2 separate regions of the Mus musculus genome follow, and region 1 is linked to region 2. Evidence: chromatin contacts called from public HiChIP or PLAC-seq data. All regions are on one chromosome and are shown on one strand. The core of a region is the stretch at or near the end of the contact, and the rest is flanking DNA. Distances in the headings are between cores, read along the strand shown. Region 1 holds the start of Efcab12 (EF-hand calcium binding domain 12). Region 2 overlaps Tmem40 (transmembrane protein 40).

Evidence for each region. HiChIP or PLAC-seq counts read pairs in DNA pulled down with a chosen protein or histone mark.
Region 1: an H3K27ac HiChIP or PLAC-seq map of embryonic stem cells shows a contact between it and region 2, with 11 read pairs. The contact joins the promoter of Efcab12 here to the enhancer-like site in region 2. A contact is called at or near these places in 2 of 15 datasets of contacts at CTCF or cohesin (the G1E-ER4 cell line and pro-B cells), 3 of 484 Hi-C or Micro-C datasets (CD8 T cells, the G1E-ER4 cell line and the HL-1 cell line), 2 of 115 datasets of contacts at active chromatin or transcription factors (both in embryonic stem cells) and 3 of 9 other capture datasets (adipose tissue, liver and pancreatic islet).

What each region holds. Positions count from the first base shown.
Region 1 is chr6:115,835,081-115,840,102 of GRCm38.p6, forward strand. Efcab12 (EF-hand calcium binding domain 12) reads right to left here and starts at 3,332. Exons shown (of 9, transcript NM_001110506.1): 1 at 2,704-3,332. The coding sequence starts at 3,052.
Region 2 is chr6:115,730,208-115,735,263 of GRCm38.p6, forward strand. It overlaps Tmem40 (transmembrane protein 40), which reads right to left. Exons shown (of 12, transcript NM_144805.2): 6 at 4,603-4,638; 7 at 3,788-3,820; 8 at 3,447-3,494; 9 at 978-1,049; 10 at 800-874; 11 at 229-291. Among named protein-coding and RNA genes, the nearest start is that of Gm24008, 8.9 kb to the left of the region's middle. Within about 2 kb of position 2,399, at least 12 of the 459 cell types and tissues checked have an H3K27ac peak or open chromatin away from gene starts, as enhancers often do. A contact at or near this core is called in embryonic stem cells, where this site is marked.

The DNA.
Region 1 (5,022 bases), core at 2,082-4,581, 110 kb after region 2:
CTGTGAGGGACCATGGAAGGCCATTGGTGAAGGAGCAGCCTTAGTTGCAGTTGACAGCCCAGGGCTAAGGGGGTCATGCAAAGAAGTTGAGGCTTGGCACCATGAAGAGAGCTTATGAGAGGGTATTGGTGAATTCTAGTTGCAGCAGAAGACCTCAGTATACTGGAGATGCCAGTGCCATGAGATGACCACCAAGAACAGCACCAATGGAGTGGAGTCAACCAGAGTCTAGAGTTCTACAGAGGGCAGAGCTGGAGATGTGGTGTGCCCTTTGGAGGAGCCTGGAAGATCATGTGGATCCCAGACATTGGAATAGGAGCTGTGAAGCTGAAGTTGACTTGGAAACCCCAAAATGTTAAAGATGCCAGAGCTCTGGGATACCTGTTAGGAAAGCTGCCCAGGAGAAAGAAATTTGTTGCAGTCAACAAAGATGAAAAAGGAGTTGGAGATCTGAAAACTGCTTTGACATCAGACATAGAGATGCAGAGTTTGGAGTTTGCCTAATTGGTTTCCAGTCTCACTTTGAGGATTACAGTTAAGGACTGGATGAATCTTAGAAGTGACTTTGAACTTTGGACTTTTAACATTGTTGAGACTCCTATAGACTATGGAGACTTTGGAAGTTGAACTAAATGCATTTTTCACTATGCTATGTTTAGGTGTGGCCTCCATAGACTCATATATTTGAACAAGCCTATGGCAGCCAGGGAGTGGAATGGTGGTTTGAGTAGATTTTTTCCAGGGAGTGACATTACTTAAGAGATGTGGCCTTGGGCTGGAGAGATGGCTCAGTGGTTAAGAGCACTGACTGCTCTTCCGAAGGTCCTGAGTTCAAATCCTAGCAACCACATGGTGGCTCACAACCATCCATAACGAGATCCAGAAGAGGAGAGGGGTCACCCTCTTCTGGAGTGTCTGAAGACAGCTACGGTGTACTTACATAATAAATAAATCTTTAAAAAAAAAAAAAAAGAGATGTGGCCTTGTTGGAGGAAGTGTGTCACTTGTGTGTGTGGGCTTTAAGACCTTCCTCCTAATCATGTGGGAGCCAGTCTTCTCCTTGTGGCCTTCAGATGAAGATGTAGAACTCTCAGCTCCTCCTGCCTTGATGATAATGGACTGAACCTCTGAACCTGTAAGCCAGCCCCAATTAAATGTTGCCCTTATAAGAGATGCCTTGGCCATAGTGTTTGTTCTCAGCAGTAAAACCCTAAGACAGCTGGCTTTTTGGTGCTCAAGGAGTTAACCCATTACTGCTGTGGCCTAAAGCTCTTGGCCCCTGTTCTCTCCCAGGATGTCACACCCACCTTGTCCTCTTTTCTACATTGCTTCTTCTGCTCAGTCACATTTCCTTTCTCCTTCCCTGACCCCTGGGTTCCATTCACCTAGTTGCTGTGTGCTCTAAAGGGCATGGTATTCCTTGAGGTTTCTCTTCCAGCCTTACCCATCCTGAGTTTCATAGTAAGGGTGTGATAATTTGAATAAGAATGGCTCCCTTAAGCTCATTTGTTTGAATACTTTTAGTCACCAGGAAATAGAACTGTTTGAAAAGATGAGAAGGTGGAGAAGAGGAGGAGGGGGAGGGAGAGGAAGAGGAAGAGGAAGAGGAAGAGGAGGGGAGAGCTAGTTGTAGGAAATGTGTCACAAGGGGTGGGCGTTGAGTCTTGTTTTTCTTGAGATAGGGTTTCTTTGTATGGCCCTAGCTGTCCTAGAACTACCTCTGTAGACTAGGCTGGCCTTGAACTCAGAGATCTTCTTGCTTCTGTCTTTTGAGTGCTGGGATTAAAGGCTAACAACCAGTGCCTAGTGGCTTTGAGGTTTTAAAAGCCCCCATCAGGTGTTCTCTCTCTCAGCTTGTGTATCAGGGTATGGATCTCAGCTACTTTTCCATACCTGTCTGCTACCATACTCCCTGCCATGATGATAATGAACTAAGCCTCTGGAACTATAAGCAAGACCCCCAATTAAATGTTTTCTTTCATAAGAGTTGCCTTGAAGCCTTGTCTCTCTTCTCGGCAAAGAACAGTGATTAGCCTATCAGGTGTTATCCCAGCCACCCTCTTGCAGACAGGTGGCCTGCTTACCACCCACTCACTTTTCACACCACTTCTTTCTAGTGCTCTTCAGGACTATGACCAAGCAGTGACAGGCTGAGGCTACCATCCTGTCATTAGAAGAGATGGTGGAGTTGGAAGAGAAAGCGCTGAATTTCCACTCCTGCATGCACAGGTACACTTTCTGATGTCACTGGCTGACTTTGCTTCTGTTTGTACATTCCCAGAACGTCACTGTGGGCCTCGAATGCTGGATAAGACCCCATTTACTGACCCTTGTGTGTCTCCCAGGAGCACCTGCCTTAGAGCCCTCACTTCGCCTCAGAAAACACACTTGTTCTCCTTCCCTGACTCACACCTCAGCTGCTGCCTTCCTTTCTGGCCGTCATCCTGGGCTCATCCTGTTGTCCTGGTCACTCCTCTAAGTGTCAACACTCTACACCAGGCAGCTTCTCCCACTCACCTCCGTGCTGAGCACCCCCATCCCAGCACAACCATGCCATCTTAGTTGTTCTGAAAACATCTCACTTCTATAGTTTACAGGGTCTTAGGTGTCCACGACTAAGATTAAACGTGTCCCCTGGTTCCAGTCTCATCTAACCAGGTCCTGCAGACACTTTCCATCTCCATGAAGAGCACTGTCACTTACCAGCGTCTGTGATCGTCAAGCCGAAAGTCACACGACTTTTTCTCTCCTCGGCTTTCTGGGCCTCCCATAACCTGGATGATTTCTTTTGCTTCCCACTATGTTTGGCCAGGGTTTCTGCCACATTCTGACTGTGTGCTTTGGAAAGGTGGCTAGAGAGACCAGCATCCCACTGCGAAGCATTAGATGGGTGGGGAGGAGGTTTTCGGAGAGCATGGGTCTTCTGGCATCCAACTCTTCTTGTTTGTTTGTACCCTCCACCTCTCAAATTGCAAACCTTTGCCAAGCACTTGTTTGGGGGCAGACAGCTGACTGTCTCCTCTCCAGGTCTCTTTTTCAATATAGAACGCATTGTTGCCCAACTGAGAAAAATGCAGGTTCCCAGGCGCAAGAGCCTGGCTTTGATTCCAAGTCACGTGACTCAGCCGGGTTCTCTAGCTAGGTCCGGTCCGGGCATAGGAATCCAGGCCGTTTGTGACCTTCTGGAACTCCCTATCCCACAATGGAGACGGCACAATGAGGCTTCTAGCCTATCCTGGAGCTCTCCAACAGCTCTGCCGCCCGGAGCCGGAGGATTCCTGTAGATGGCGTTATGAAGTACGCCCCCAGTTTAGCCGTTTGGTGGAAATAAGCTTCAGGTTTTGCAAAAGGCTGCTCAACCTGCTGAGAGTAAGCCTCTGTTGTCATGACTATAGATGCCCTACACCGATTGGCTGAGCGCTTCCACTTGCAAGAAGGAGGCGGGAGAACCTTTCTTCCCTTCCACCTCCCAAACCCGGAAGTCAGGAGCTTCGGCGATTTGCTTAGCTCTGGCTGGTGCCTCCTTTGGGAAATCATACATATGTCCCAGTCTTCCCATGGCCCCCTATTCTGAAGAAAAAAAAAAATGTCCTATTTTCTTGTAAGCTGCAGGTCCTTCACAGATCTTATCTTCAGGCTTCACTTTTCTCATTTAAAAAAAGTATCATAACTCTACCCTGGGTTCTGAGAATCCTAGTCAGTCAAGGTCAAATAAAAGACAGGTATTTGGTGCTATGACTGGGTGTTATGGTCTGGAATCAACAGTTTTGGTGGCAACCACTTGTATCCCAGCGCGGGAAGATAGACGTTAAGTTTGAGGCCAGCTTGTGTTACATAAGTCCCAGGCCAGCCAGAGCCACTCAATGAGAGCCTATCTTTAATCAAAGCCAGAAACAGGTTAGAACCAGTCCTAATAATAAACCTTTGAAATCTCCACTAATAGGTGAACTATGGGGTGTGCATGGAAAGATACATGACCCACACTACATGGAGGAGTCTAGTAAACGGAAGAATCCAGACTCAGGCTCAGGCCTTACACCTGTTTCTTCGAGACAGGGTTTCTCTGTATAGCCCTGGCTGTCCTGGAACTCACTTTGTAGACCAGGCTGGACTCGAACTCAGAAATCCATCTGCCTCTGCCTCCCAAGTGCTGGGATTAAAGGCATGTGCCACCACGCCAGGCTCAGAAATGTCTTTGAGTTAGCTAGTGTTAGTGGCTGTAAATGTGTTAAACACAAAACAAAACCATTTAATTAAACACTTACAAAAATGTGGTCTGGCCAGGTATGGTAGTACACAGGAGGAGCTCTGTGAATTGGTGGCCAGTCTGGTCTACATAGAAAAATCCTGTCTCCAAAAAAAAAAAAAAAAAAGAAAAAAAGAAAAAGTTTTGTACTGCTGGGCACTGAGCTCTAAGCCTTGGGCATGCCAGGAAAACTCAACTGCTGAACTACCCACCTGATTCTAACATTTTAAACTGTAGGTCACAAAATAAAGATCAACATTTGAACAAGTTCTCTGTGCTGGGGACCATCTTCACTAGATTTAGCATCCTCCTGACTCCCCACAACCCGAGGCACTCGCTTCTACTGGCCCTTCTGAGCCACAGCCTCTGAACACTTACAAAACCATGACAAGGCACCATGGTTTCACTGAGATGCGAGGGAAGGCACGGAGGTCAGGCAACCTTATCTCCTGAAAAGAAAGAGTCGCCCTGGAACCCCAGCAATTGGCCAGACAGAGCTCCCCTTCAAGGCGACCAGGGAGAGGGGGGTTAAGTGGCCCTGCCCTGCAGCCTTATCTCATCTCATAGCTGACATTTGGGAAATTTGCTTTGCCACCTAACCTTGGCCATGGCCCAGGCATCCAAAGATTTCTCTGGACTCTGACCTGCTTGTGTCTGGATCTCCATCCTCACTTTGTCTTCTCTGCCATACTGTTAGCACTGTTCTCTTCCTGGGAGGTCTCTACAGAGCCTTCTCATCCTTTTCCCTCCCCAGCACAGAGCTCTGCACTTATGTG
Region 2 (5,056 bases), core at 1,149-3,648:
GAAGCCTGAGGCTACAGACGGCTGGGTTGTGGCTTGCCTAGCGTGCTGCAGGTCTCGGATTCCATTCTCAGCACAGAAAAGGGCTATCTGGGGGGGTCACAGGACACAGGCAGAACTTGAACCCGAGCCTCCTGACTCAGGGACTTTCCATAGACGACAGATCTTTTTCCAAGGAGAAAGCCCCAATCGGGAGAGGGTTTTGGATGGGGAAACGTGCGGCACCATTACCTGGCAGCCGGAACTTCTGAAGGAGGGGGATGAAGCCCTGAAGCACGCTGTGGATCCGGTACACTGCTCAGAGAACAAGGGGGAAATGTTGGTAAGGACGGTGGCCCCTTAAGGGGCCCCAGGGTCAGGCTCACTCCCCCGCTGCCCCAGAGCCAAAGCACACCCCACGCAAACAGAGCCTTAACATGCAATTTCAGACTAACGTCAATAACAGTGCTGCAGCTATTACACGGAAAACGAATCACAGGCTGTAATAACAGGGGCAGGAAACCCCGCGACCTCGATTTCTGGCTCTACTTGCTTGTTTTCAGTATCTGAGGAGCTATGTGTGTTTGCCACTTCAAACCGTTTTTTGTGGAACTAACCCCTTTTTTCCACAAGGTTTTGCCAATGACCTCCCTTTGACTTCACAATGCGGTCAGGAAGAAAATACAAACATGAGGAATTTACTTTAAAAAAAAAAAGTTTAGATTGTGGCTCTTAGCCAATCTAGAGGGTGATGGCCAGCCAGCCCAGCTGCCACCCCTCCAGGAGCCTGCGGGGCTATGTAGTTTTTTGAAGGATCACTTACCGAGCCCGAAATAGATGCCAATGGTCTCGAGAGAAGCAAAGGTGAGCAGGCCGACCCCGAGGGACATGAACCAGTCTGCAAGGCAGCCAGGAGACAACAATTAGCTATTCATTGTAGGAGTGGAGGTTGACTCCTGTCCGCCCACACAGCCCCTCCCCAGGTCCCCCGCAGGCCTCACCTGCATAGTAGTGGTAACACACCAGCAAGGCTCCGATGGCAAAGCAGAGAAGGACAAAATGGAAAAACTCATCTGCAAGAAAAGATGGTGGATGGTTCTCTCTCTCTCTCTCTCTCTCTCTCAACTCAGGCCATCACAACAACCCTCTCGTTTTTAATTTTTGATGTTTTTCAAGGCAGGGTCTCTACGCAGCCCAAGGTGACCTTCAAATTAGGATTCTTCTGCCTCAACCGTCAGAGCAACTAGAGTTACAGGTGAGTGCCACAGTACCATGCCTGGCATGCCAGGTTTCTCCTGTGTGTGTGTGTGTATGCGTGTGCATGTGCGTGTGTGTGTGTTACTGTGTTGCCTTGGGTGACTTGAAACTCCCTGTGTAGACCAAGCCGGCTTTGATTTCACAGATATCCACCTGCCTCTGGCTCCAGAGTACTAGGATTAAAAGCATGTGCCACCATACCCAGCTATTTGTTTGTTTGTTTGTTTGTTTATGAGACAGGGTTTCACTGTATAATGGTAGCTGATGATCCAACTGTCTCTCCCAGCATAGTGCTGGGGTCAAATGTTGGGAGCCGCCCTCACATTCGCCGTTACAAGATGGCGCTGACATCCTGTGTTCTAAGTGGTAAACAAATAATCTGCGCATGTGCCAAGGGTAGTTCTCCACTCCATGTGCTCTGCCTTCCCCGTGACGACAACTCGGCCGATGGGCTGCAGCCAATCAGGGAGTGACACATCCTAGGCGGAGGATAATTCTCCTTAAAAGGGACGGGGTTTTGCTATTCTCTCGCTTGCTTGCTCTCTTGCTCTTGCACTCTTTTTTTTTTAAAGATTTATTTATTTATTATATGTAAGTACACTGTAGCTGTCTTCAGACACTCCAGAAGAGGGCGTCAGATCTTGTTACAGATGGTTGTGAGCCACCATGTGGTTGCTGGGATTTGAACTTCAGACCTTTGGAAGAGCAGTCGGGTGCTCTTACCCACTGAGCCATCTCACCAGCCCGCTCTTGCACTCTTGCGCTCTTGCGTTCTGGCTCCTAAAGATGTAAGCAATAGAGCTCTTGCTCTTGCTCTCTTGCTCTCTGGCTCCTGAAGATGTAAGCAATAAAGCTTTGCCGCAGAAGATTCCGGTTTGTTGCGTTCTTCCTGGCCGGTCGCGAGAACGCGTGTAAGAGTCAAAGATGTGCATCACCATGCCCGACTACTCTAAGTTTTATTTTGCGGTGTGTGTGTGTGTGTGTGCGCGCGCACACACACGTGAGCGCGTGCACATGAACATATGCTTGCACGTGTGCATCAAGTAAGTACCCACAGAAGCCTGAAGGGGGTGTTAGATGCCTTGGAGCTGGAGTTACAGGCATTTGTGGGGGATCTGATGTAGGTGCTGTGCTCCAAACTCCAGTCCTCTGAGAAAGGAAGGGGAAGCACACTGATTGGCTAAAGCACCGGCCCAGCCCCTTCCTGTTTTATACACTACAGTGCTCTCGCTCCTGACCAGCCCATGTTACTAGCACCCAGGAGCCCCCTCTCCAGCCCATCCATCTCTCCTCTTTATTGTTGGAACGTGTACAGCCACTCAGCTTGGAGTTTATATCTGTGCTTATGGGTTCCCGCCTCCCTGGCTCTAAGTCTCAGAGGAGATTCTCCGTCAGACTGAGCCGCCAGCGCAGCCCCACGGGGGTGCTCAGGAATTAATTTCCTGAGTGAGCATTAAACCACGTAAAGATGCCAAGTGTGACGTTCTGAGGCTAACAGGCACGAGAGGCTGGATCTCCGATGCTTCTTAAAAGGGATGTCAGCAGGATAGACAGCAAGGTCCCCCTTCTTTCTCACTCAGGGGAATACAAAAGAGAGTTTAGGGGAAGTCCAGCATGCACTCCTGCAGTTCTAGTCCTGGGGATGCTGAGGGAAAAGGACCTAAGCGTGAGGGCATCCTGGTCTACAGAGCTAGTTCCCTGAGAGCCAGGGCTACGCAGAGAAGCTGTGTCTCAAAAATCTACATAAACGAACACCCCAAGGTCTCTCTTTCCTATCCGCAAGCTCTTTCCTGAAGTCCTCGTGGAGTCCAGGCTTGGAGCAGAGGAAGCCCAAGAAGCTCTCATCACTTCTCCAGGGGAACTTCCTAACCCCCACACCCTAACTGTGCCCCACCACACGGCTCGTGAAGCATTGATCTCACTGTGCTCTCACATACAACCAAAGGAGCGTAGGTTGGGCACCAGTCCTAGGCTATGCCAAACCCAGGCTGTGCCCTTCAGTAGCTCTAAGGCCCCCAACCCTGGCCTTCGGTTCCTACATGGAAAGATAGACATCACTGCTTGTCCCCTCAACCAAGATTGCTGAGGACTCTGCTGACTGTGGGACCCCTGACAGAGGTGGCTAGGGTTACTATCATTCCAGCCACCAGCCATCTTGGATCCACAGAAATCGGGACCAGCCAGGTGAGGACAGCTCTTGGACACCAACTTACCATCCTTCTTTATGTTCAGTCTTCTTAACTGAGAGGCCTCCACTTCTCCTTAACAATGAAAGACAGAAAGATGTGTTTTGGAGGTTACCACTCCCCACTTAAAGACTCCATCACTGGGTGTTTGTCTGTGGGTCAGGGGGTGCTCACAGCAGGACCCCTCCCTGACTTTCTCATCCCTCCATAGGCCTAGCCCTCTTCTTCCTTCCATCTCTCCCATGATGGAGACTTCTTTCGGAATCACGCATGTATTGACATCCCTGCCAGAACTGGCCTCAGGTCATTGGTGGTCCCCTCTGGCCCCTGGCACAGCTTCCAGCTGTCCCGGGAGCTTGTATATTTACCCTCCGCTGAGCCGGAACCTCTCCTTCGGAGTCCTAGAAATGAGAAACTCAGTGTTAGCTCCATGTCAGCCAAGGCACCTTGCCAGGTGCTGCCACTCTGGGGAGAGGCCAGAGGTGACTGAAGACAGTGGTTTTCAACCGTCCTAATGTTGCGACCCTTTAAAATAATTCCTCATGTTGTGGTGACAACCTCCACAACCATAAAATTATTTCATTGCTATTTCATAACTATAATTTTGCTATTGCCATAAACCATAATGTAAATATCTGGTGTACAGGATAACTGATATGTGACCCCCAAAGGCGTTGAGACCCACAGGTTGAGAACTTCTCTAGATAATGTTCCAGCCATGGAACCCAAGGGACCTTTCCTCGCTGGTTGATACCTGCTTCCTCTTGCCTGGACCGCCATTTCCATGTCCCACCACCTCTCCCCTGTCTGTTCGTGCAGTCAGGTCCCTAAGTAGGCCCGGAGTTGCCATATCTCATGGCTGTGACCCTGAGAGTGCTCCACCAGGACTATGCCCACTGACAGTGCTCTACCAGGTCTATGCCTACTGACAGTGCTCCACCAGGACAATGCCTACTGACAATGCTCCAACAGGACAATGCCCACTGACAGTGCTCCTCCAGGACTGACAGTGCTCCACCAGGACTGACAATGCTCCAATGCCCACTGAGAGTGCTCCACCAGGACAATGCCCACTGAGGGTGCTCCACCAGGACAATGCCCACTGAAAGTGCTCCAACAAGACAATGCCCAGACCCCACTGAACTCCAGAATCGTTGACTCCCTTCCCTTCCTGGATACTCACCTGACTCCCCAGTAGGCACCATTTCCCCAGCAGCACCTGCACGGAAGGAGAATCAGTGAGCACACACATGATTGGTGCCCTCCTGAGAGGGGCCTAGGGAAGAGGGTAGGAACCTACCTGGAGACTTGCACTGATCGGTTGTAGGCTGGGTGGGGACTGGAGCAGGCTTTACAGTTCCTGCTCCACCTACCAGGAAGTAATCCCCACCACAAGCCATGGGAAGTCAGTACTTTTTATTTAAAACAAAAAAAAAACAGGCTGGAGAGGTGGCTGAGTACCAGATGCTCACAAGCTCCCGCGGCTCTTGTTTTGGGGGAATCTGCTGCCCTCTTCTGGCTTCTTCTGGGACTGCACTTATGCATAAACCCACACTCAGACACACACATATAAAATTAAGGGGCAGGAGAAACAGATCCTCTTGATCCTCTTTCAGAGGACCTGGGTTCGGTCCCCA